2 separate regions of the Mus musculus genome follow, and region 1 is linked to region 2. A link is a contact called in public promoter capture Hi-C data. All regions are on one chromosome and are shown on one strand. The core of a region is the stretch at or near the end of the contact, and the rest is flanking DNA. Distances in the headings are between cores, read along the strand shown. Region 1 overlaps Col5a2 (collagen, type V, alpha 2). Region 2 holds the start of Col3a1 (collagen, type III, alpha 1).

Region 1 (5,148 bases), core at 470-2,969, 120 kb before region 2:
CTCGTCATTTATCTGGAGATGAACATTCAATCATATGTTAAGTACAAATTGCATGTGACACCTAAGGAGTCACCTGTGCAGTGAAACATGCACCAATTATTGCAGCTGTAACATTCCATAATGTACCCATGTGAGTGGTTACGTGTGCAGGACTTTGTGCAATCAAACTGCTAACCCGCAGGAGGTACAAAGTTCTTGTGGAGTGTGCAGCTTTTCTTCATGTGAACGTTTAAAGTTTGCCACCTAGTGGCCATCCACAAGTACTTTTATGCAGAGTGCTGCCTGAGAGTATTCTGGGGGATGGAAGAAAAATGATGATACACAGAACATTTCCTTCCCCAACACAAAATTTATATGACTAACTTTAATTGGAAATATGAAATGTATTTTAATGTATCCCCAATTATAGTTTATTTTTATTTTCATCAGCAAAATGTCTACATAATGTTTTTCTTATTCTCATTAAATTTCATTTTGTTTTAGAAAAATTTCATAAATGTTTATTAATTTAAATCTCAAATTGTGCTAGACCAAAACACAATGGATATTTAAAGGCGATTCCAGGAGACTAGAGAAGAGTCCAAATCAGACCCAGCTTGGTATCTGATCCATCTTAACCAACGAATACATTAGCAGTTTAGAGAGTTAAACTAACCAGATCTCTTTTGGTTCACATAAAAAAATAAATATTTTTTTTCTGTTTTTTGGAACTGTTTTTGGAGTTAACATTTTATTTTATTTTATTTTTTTAAGATTTATTTTATTTATTATATGTAAGTACACTGTAGCTGTCTTCAGACACACCAGAAGAGGGCGTCAGATTTCGTTACAGATGGTTGTGAGCCACCATGTGGTTGCTGGGATTTGAACTCTGGACCTTCGGAAGAGCAGTTGGGTGCTCTTACCCACTGAGCCATCTCACCAGCCCCAACATTTTATTTTTGTTACCTTTTTTGTATATAATAACAGTTATCATTTAATAGTTTAATTGGGGGGCAGTGAGAACCATGAATAAGCTCAAGTACTTCTCCAGTGTTCTGGTGTAGAGGTAAAAGGTGTCTACACACTGTGTGATCCAGGAGCCTGACTCAAAAGCTGGAATCAGCTTGCTCATGCCTAAAGAAAGAGCTTAGCGAATTGCCAGTAGTTTAGGGGCAAGAAGGAGGTTGATTTTTTAAATGTAGAAATATTTTTCAAGAAGTTTTGAATTTTCTAGACTGACTTTTCTACCTAAATACAAAGGCATAAATGGCTTTTTTTTTTTTTTTTTGGCCCAATACTGAAAGACATGGATTCTTGAATATAGCAAAGTATGGTTAACCAGCTGCTTCAGCTTGTTAATATTGCTGCATTATTGGTCCTAACTGTGGGCCAAGAAGAGCTACCCTCTTGACTAAGAATTAGAAGCTTCCGTTATTTTTTAACAGCAGCATACCACTTTACTTAAACTCCATGTTTAGTGATAAAAGTGAAATTATCTGGTGACTAATGTGTTCTTCTCTTTCTTATCGGAACTTATTAAGACTTTTAAGATTAACACACAGACACACACACACACACACATGCATGCACACATTCACATGTCTGATGTGAATGATGAAGCTGGGAGATGTAGCTTTTTCAGACTTGAGGACTTGGCTATTTCCCAAGCTGTCCTCAGAATGTGGGTTAGGAGGAGGGCGGGGCTTGGCAGCATGGCTTAGTGATCACTCCTCTGAGAACTAGACTCTGCTGGATCACAGTGCCTTGCCTCTGAATTCTCGTTGGTCTGGTTGACCACTTGGGTGAGAAGGAAAATAAAATGTGCCAGACTTAAAGTATAGAAGAGTGAAATGGGCAAATGTTATCCACAATGTTGGAGAACAACCATGCACCAGATATTCTGCAAGTCTTGTGTACTTTGGAAGATGAAATAGACCAAAAAACTCTACTGAGGTCTTTTATACTTTTGGATAAGATAGGGTGGACTCGGGTTAAGCAGGCTCTTTCTAGTTAACTATAACATGTTGTAACAAGACAGACGAGTGAATTTAGAACCTGTTTTTAAAATTCACATAAGCATCAAAATCTCACCAAACAAAGCTCATTCTAAATGCTGCTAAAGTGAAGTGATTTTCTGATTATTCTAAGATTTCATACATCAAGTACAATTCTTACCAAGACTACATTTCCATAGCAGAAGTGCTGGACTGTGTTGACACTGACAGTGTTTAGATTGTCTGTTTGTAATTATCATGACTGCTATCTAAAACTGCTTTTAGCTTTCTACGGACACATTTTAAGATGGTTCTAATGACAGCTGGTTTTCTTTTCTAGGGTCCTCGTGGTCCTCAGGGAATTGATGGAGAGCCAGGTGTGCCTGGTCAGCCAGGTGCTCCAGGGCCTCCTGGGCACCCCTCTCACCCAGGACCTGATGGCATGAGCAGGGTGAGTTGTGTGTTCTGGTTAGTGTAACAACTAGGTTACATGAAAGTCATTAATTCATTCTTATGTTATTAGACTGTATCAGTTCAGAGGTTGATGGCTTACTCCAAAACCTGTATAGTAAATGTGGACCTCCTATGAACAACAGTGAAACTGATAAATCCATGATAGATTGTTGGAAAAACACAAAGTGTTATTTTCTGAAGGCTTGTATCAAACTATTTGCTTTTATTCCAAACCTTTGGGTATCCCATCCCACGGGATTCAGTTATTTGTGGGTGCAAGGGGGAACGCAAACCTGGAAGGAAATGGGAGGAAGAGAAAGAGAAACAGGAGACCAAGAAGATGGTACCTATCAAGGTCTCGTTTATTATGCTGAGGTGCCTTCCTTTTAAAGCATACATCATGGGGAATAGGGGAGGGGTCGAGGGGGAATTTTACAAAGAACAAAGAAGTGGGCATCTGCTGACATGGGGGCCGAAGTCAGGCGCCAGGCAGAGGGCACTCTGCATCTTATCTCTGGAACATAGATCCTCCTTGACAGCCTTGGGTGTCAGGCCAGGCTCAGGCGTAACTCATGTCCTTGGATGTCATGGGAGTTCAGGAAGAGATAGGGAAGAGGGGACTATAATTCAGCTTTTACAGCCTCAGGTTCCAGGAAGGGAATAGGGGGGAAGGGGGTGATAACCAGCTCCTAGCACAAGGCCATTTGGCCTGTTAGGGAGATTGTGAAGGGCTCACTTTCTCATGGGATGGTCTCTGACATTTGGGTTTTTTTGTTTTTTTGTTTGTTTGTTTTTTTCTGGTTGACCAAGGCACTGTCCACACAATGAACTAAAGAACATACATTTCTGTCCTGCTGTTTCCCAGACTACAAAAACACTGACAAAATCAATCCTCTGGGAGAGGATGCATGTCTATGATGATGGAAAGAGCAGGAAGTTGTACAGACTCTTGGGGCAGACCTTTTTGTCATCATGACAAATGCTGACAAGAAACAGTTTAAACAATAAAGGATTTGTTTTAGTTCACAGTGTGAGAAGTTTCCATCCATGGTTGCTTGCTCCATTGTTTCTAAGTCTCTGCTGGGGCAGAGCATTATGGACTAATGTGGGGAGATTAAATACTCCCCTTCTCCCTGGCCAGGAGAGAAGACAAATAAAGGAAAAGGTTTTGGAAAAGACATAGGTCTCAAGAACATGCCCCCAGTGACTAATTTTATTCAGCTAGACCTCATTTGTGTTTCTAAATCTCTCATCAGTGGATGGAGTCATTGATCAGGCAATTCCATAGACAAGTTACTTCCCAACAGTCTACTTGTAAACATTACACTGGGAACTAAGATTTTATTTTTTTTATATTTATTTATTTTTGAGATGCTCCCCTACCCCTATGAGTTTCAGATTTTCATTCATTCTTCTGGTCATCTGGCCTTCTTTCCTGTCCTTCCCCACACCTGATCCTGAAACCACCCCTATTCCCCTTCCCATCCTCTCCCTCACCCAGTCTCCTTCCTCCATCTTCTTCCTATGATTATTTTATTACCCCTTCTAAGTGACAGTTAAGCTTCCTCACTTGTGACTTCTTTCCTGTTTAGCTTCTTTGGGTCTGTGGAGTGGAGTGTGGGTAACCTGTATTTTATGGCTAATATCTACTCATAAGTCAGTACATACCATACATGTCCATTTGTGTCTGGGATACCTCTCTCAGAATGATATTCTCAAGTTCCACCAATTTGCCTACACAATTCATGATGTCTTTATTTTTAATAGCTGAGTAGTATTCCATTGTGTAGATGTACCACATTTTCTTTATCCATTCTCCAGTTGAGGGAAAATTAAGTTGTTTCTGGTTCGGGGTTATTTTGAATAAAGTTGCTATGAACATAGTTGAGAAAGTGGGGGGGGGCAAGATTTTAACACAGACCTTTTTTGGGGGGGTATGTTGGTGGAGCCACAGCCAAACCACAACAGGATTACAAATATTCCTTAAATGTTTATATCCTACTTTAATCAAATAAAATGCTTTGTTCTGTCTACGCAATTGAACTCTTGGTGGAGGCATATGCTACTTAGTATATCACATAGTACAGGTCAACTTATGGAGTCTGAAGATTATTAGTATTTTACAACTGTTCATGCATTTGCTTCTAATTGAAGAATGGTCTGCTTATTTTTTGAACAATACAGATATTTCCCCACTATAATCTGGAAATTAATAAAGCTGCTGAAATATAGTTGAACAATTTTGGCCAGTTTAATTGCCAGAGTATCTTAAAGGTCATAGAGAATATTTAAAACTGTTTCCAATTTTTGGAACAAGCAGAAATTGATTGAAATGATTATGAAAATTTTGTCAACTTACATTAAATCGTTTTTTAGGTTATTTTCCATGAGTGAATAAAGAACACCATTTACTTAAAATGGAATCTGGCATCTTTAGGATAAATATTTAAAATGCATTCTTTAAGCTTTGTTCTGTTATTAGCATGTCCCAGGGATGGGAGGAAGCCAAATGAAGATCCCAGAATCCATAGCTGTCGACTGCGTTCTTGTCAGACAGCCGTTGCTTTTGTTTGGTCCCAGGCATATACCCTATTGCAGCAGTTCTTTTCTGAACCAGTATACTTAGAAACTGCTCTGGGAGAGAATGGTCCATCAAAACCGCACACAGTGAAAAACGGCTAATTTTTTTTATGTGCTAAATTCAAATGTTTAAAATAGT
Region 2 (4,751 bases), core at 1,047-3,546:
TAATCATTCAGTAGGATTTTCACTAAAAACCTGCAAGGAATGTGAAATATATGATCTTAAATCCTTTTTATCCTTCTTGGAGTTTTAAAGACCATAGCCCAAAGGTGGAAGCAAATGAGCTTAGGATGATGTTAAGATGGTGAGAACCAAACATGTTTCTCTTCTTACTGGAGTTAGATTGGGAAGAAACACACCCACTGTTCCTATAGTATTTCTCATATTACTTTAACTGTTAAGAAACTATAGATACTATGTTGATATTTTAATTAATGTCCCAAAGACATAGGTTTCTTCCTTCCTTCCTTTCTTCCTTCCTTCCTTCCTTTCTTTCTTCCTTCCTTCCTTCCTTCCTTCCTTCCTTCCTTCCTTCCTTTCTGTCTGTCTGTCTGTCTTTCTTTCTGTCTGTCTTTCTTTCTTTAAAAAAAATTAAGATTCTATGATTCTTCATCTAGATTTCAGAATAAAAGTTTGGGCTGCTAAGGAATTAACATTTCTTTGGATCATGTCTCCTATTAATAGGGAAGGCTTGGGGTTGTTTCATCTTCCAGGAGGGCAGGATGTGAAGAGAAAGTGAAAAAAGAAAGCTAAAAAGGAATTGACTATCCAAAGAAAAGAAAATGTAAGATGAGCTGGGGAGGAGAGAGGATGAAAATAAAGATGGGAAGCAGAGAGTGAGTCACTGAGAACAGGGAGGGGTGAGGACTGGGGTGGGGGGAGGGAGGTGGATAAGCCTAGGATGGGGGAGGGGTGATGAGTGAGGAAGGAAAATTGGGAGGGGAGTTCCTAAGGAGCCAAAAGGGGTGGAGAGATAAGGAGGGGGGAAAGATGGAGGGGGATGGAAGGGTGGGTTAAGGGGAACAGAATTAAGAAACAAGCAATCTGGGAGCTCCTTCTCTGTGTATCTGTGGACTGAACATACAGAAATATAAAGTGTCTCCTTCCCTTACTCTTGCATAGATAACTTCTGAAACTAGTGAAGACACTGCACACAGTGGAAAAACGAATGCTCATGAAGCATTTGCTAAAACTAAAGGTTTAAATACCAACGTGTTTGATTATGTATGAAAAGAACTGCTAGCAACTTCTTTTAGCCACAGATAAGATTTACATCAACACAATTATTTTGAAAAAAGTGTGCACCCCAAATTTTCATGATGACAAGGAACATATGCATTTTTAAAAGTATTTAAGTAAATAATGAGACAGTTGCTTTTAATTTGGGGCACAAGAAAATAAAGATCATTACATTTGGCTACCAAAACTATTTCAAGTCTGCCTTTTTGAGCAAAACTTGTATCTTTACCTTGTTTGGAGGAAAGCAAAAATATTCCTGTTAAATTATGTTATCTTCAGTAATGGAAATCCAGCTAAACAGAACATAAAACAACTTTTGGCAAACTCTGAGCACATTGAATGTGTGCAATCATGGAATGCAATAAAAACAGAAACAATGACACGTTTTTGCAGCCTGGGCTCATTTCTGGAAGGTCCATAGATAGTCCACATTTATAGTTTTACAGAAATACATAAGGGATTCTATTTATTTTCTAGTATCTTCTTAAGGGTTATTCATTTCAGAGACATTTCTAGTGCATTCTTTTGAAAAACATGGCTAAATATCCTATCTTTGTAAAGAGAGCAGTGTACAAAGGAGAACATGAAATTATTACAAGAGACCAATAAATTCCAGATGGCCTGGGAGCATGCCAAGATGTTCACAATGCAGGAGGGGAGTACTTTAAAACATTTTTTAAAAGGTGAACATGAAATCAAGTTAATTTAAGAACAGTTTTTACCTTAAACAACTAGAGAATATTATACATGTACATTAACTTTTAAAAAAATCAAATATAGAAAACAAAATTAAGGTTAACAAAACATTCCACAGTCAGAGGCTAGACAGGAAATTCTTAGGAGGCTGATTTTCCCACTATCTTACCCTTTGTAAGAAGTTAAGGCAAAATTAACCCAGAAAGCCTGTTCAAATCGGTACCTACTTACCTACGTTGGACTGCTGTGCCAAAATAAGAGTGGGATGAAGAAGGGTGAGAAGAAACCAGGTTCCACTTTGCACAAAGCTCATCATGTCTAAATATCAGACATGAGACTCTTTGTGCAAAAGAGGAGAGAGGAAGAAGCAGCTCAGAGTAGCACCATCAGTTGTCCCTGCCCTTCAGCACCGGGCCCGTCATAAAACTCAGCCGCTCGCTTCCCTCTGCTCTGGCCTTAAATAGGAAAAAGTTTGGCTTCCCTCACTTTCCAGCCCCTTTCTGAAATATGAGAGCAGAACCCATCCCCTCAGCAGTAAAAGCAATGATTAATATATTTTTCCCTGTGTGTAGAGGACACAACCCACAGACACAGAAACAGCACATCTGGAGCATGTGTACATCAGCCTATGCATATGTTTATAACATGCATTAGTCTTAAATACATATTTGCATGACAGAAACACATAGGAATGTGCTTTGTGATAGCCTACAACAATTGTTTGTGTGTTTTTAAATTTCCCTCTGAAACAGTAAAAACTGTCTGAATTTGAAAAAGTGTTTTGACTCCCATTCTCCGGCATGGTCATTTTGTAAATTTTATCTTTCTAGAAGACTCTGATACTTTGAGTTTTGCCAGAGTCCATCCTGACTCAATTTTAACAGGAAACTGTAAGAGACTATAAAGGAAAATCCTCTGAAGGCCCTGAACTCACCACCCACTCTGCATTCCAAATGTTAGACTGGAGGCAATTGTCACAAAACTGTCTTTGAGCTATGTTTGAAGAGATATTGAGACTCTTATCTGTTACTGTTCCCCTTGCTCTATTTCTCACGAATTTCTTTAGCAACCCTGACTGCTTCCTTGTAAAATTTCCAGTTTATGTGTTACTAAAGAAATCAGAACAGGCATTACTAAAGAGAAAAAAAAGCAATCAAACTTTTCAAGTCTTGTCCTTGTAAGAAACTACAAAAGAGAAAGTTCAAAGTGTGGAATAGAATTTCTAATTTCTAATGTAATAATTACTACAAATATGTCTACATCAGTATTTTCTATGTTTCTGTTCCAAGACCTCATCTGAAGAGTTTTCTATGTATTTCTAGATCTAGTTGAGGAATAAATACCACTATATCTCTGATTAAATCTCTGTAGAAAAAATGTACTTGTTACCCTTATTATGATGACCAACTTATATCTTGATACCCTATCCTTCACTTCCTTATTCCTTCATTTATCTTTAAAAATCAATCGTGGGCATTTTGATCCTAATCATGGCCATGTGCATTTATTTCTTTAGTCTTAACCTCATAGAAATATTCCCTTTTTGTGCATGCACACTTAAAAATTTACCCCATTATATCAATTCATGTTATTTCTTAATGATCCAGCTCAAAACTTCCCTCTTTAGGAAAACCATCTCATTTAGAATTATTTTTTATATATAATTTTCTCTTTCCTAATATATAATACTATTTTTAAAAATCTGTTTTTATAGACATCAATGCTATAAGCATGGATAATGCTATGTCTTCCTCCATGTGTCCCTGCTCACAGAGAGCCCACACTGAGATGTTCAAGGAAGAAAAGTGATGTCTTTTGGCGACAAGAAGCAATAAAATAGGACAAAAATCCACCCCCTGTGCATCTTCTGATTTCAGATTGGAGAAGAGCTGCCAGAAGAGGCAGGGAATAGAACTTCTGAGATTGGCTGGGCTCGGGTTAAAGTGAAGAAATTGAGGACCGACATGTATGTGTCTTTCTATTAATAGTCTTCATCCTTTACCTCAAAGTTTTTGTCTGTTCAAACCATGTTAGAAACATAAGTTTTTCATATATTTGCAGTATACAAAAACCAGTGCTAATACATATAAGTACATCTCTCTTTACTCTAAATGGAAAATGCAAACATTGAGATTTATTGAAAATTGTCAGTAGAATTATTTTTCTGAGTGAAAAAACGTAATGCTACTTTGTACTAATTAAAAATTTTGTATGCACTATTTCATCAACGCTATGCATAATTCCTGTCACATTCTTTAAGTTTATAAAACTTCTTAAAGTAGCATTTTTGCATAAGAAAAAGATTCCTGATTGATATACTCACTACAGACATATGGCTGATGTTTTTGCAGATCTAGGCATTGTTCCATTTTAAGGCTTTGGGGGAGACCTGGAGAACTAATCCTCCAGATTGCATGATTTATCATGCTTCTCTACTTTGAGTGTGTTTGGAAGTTCTGCTTCACAAGCCTTTGTGTTCTATGTCCTAGAGCTTTGGTTTCCTCATATCCAAATGCTTCATAGTGCAGTGTCCAGATGGGTGTCGATCTGAGTGAGCTATTGTTACAATGGCTGAAACATGTGTCCTGGGAAACCATATCAGGCAAAGCCAGCACTGTTGTGACCTACACAAATTGCTTCCTATATACTTGTCACTTTTCTGATATGAACAAGATGCATTGAAAAAGTTAGTTTCTTATTTACATCTGGAAACTTGTCAAAAATATAAGTTTCTACACCAGCTAAGTCAGTGCTCAATTTGTCTCTGGGCAAGAATGGCTGGAAAGATGACTCAAAGCAAGGGTGTGGCAGGTTATCAACCAAGAATTCAAGTCTTCAGTGGAAAGCTGTGCTTGGGGGAGATGCTGTAAGCCCAGCTGTGATGAACTTTGCACGCTAAGGAATGTCAGCAGTGTTCTCAGCAACGGATTGCAATAAGAAAATCAATTGTTTCCATCCTTCAAAACACATGAAACTCAAGT

What was found. Promoter capture Hi-C pulls out the DNA fragments that hold promoters and counts their contacts.
Region 1: a promoter capture Hi-C map of 3T3-L1-derived adipocytes shows a contact between it and region 2, with 3 times the contacts expected there. The contact joins the enhancer-like site here to the promoter of Col3a1 in region 2. A contact is called at or near these places in 6 of 39 promoter capture datasets (the 3T3-L1 cell line, 3T3-L1-derived adipocytes, the HPC-7 cell line and 2 more), 3 of 484 Hi-C or Micro-C datasets (3T3-L1-derived adipocytes, the HL-1 cell line and the HPC-7 cell line) and 1 of 9 other capture datasets (adipose tissue).

The regions. Positions count from the first base shown.
Region 1 is chr1:45,427,177-45,432,324 of GRCm38.p6, reverse strand. Col5a2 (collagen, type V, alpha 2) reads left to right here. Exons shown (of 54, transcript NM_007737.2): 7 at 2,317-2,427. Among named protein-coding and RNA genes, the nearest start is that of Col5a2, 74 kb to the left of the region's middle. Within about 2 kb of position 1,719, at least 16 of the 459 cell types and tissues checked have an H3K27ac peak or open chromatin away from gene starts, as enhancers often do. A contact at or near this core is called in adipose tissue, where this site is marked.
Region 2 is chr1:45,309,083-45,313,833 of GRCm38.p6, reverse strand. Col3a1 (collagen, type III, alpha 1) reads right to left here and starts at 2,296. Exons shown (of 51, transcript NM_009930.2): 1 at 2,002-2,296. The coding sequence starts at 2,086.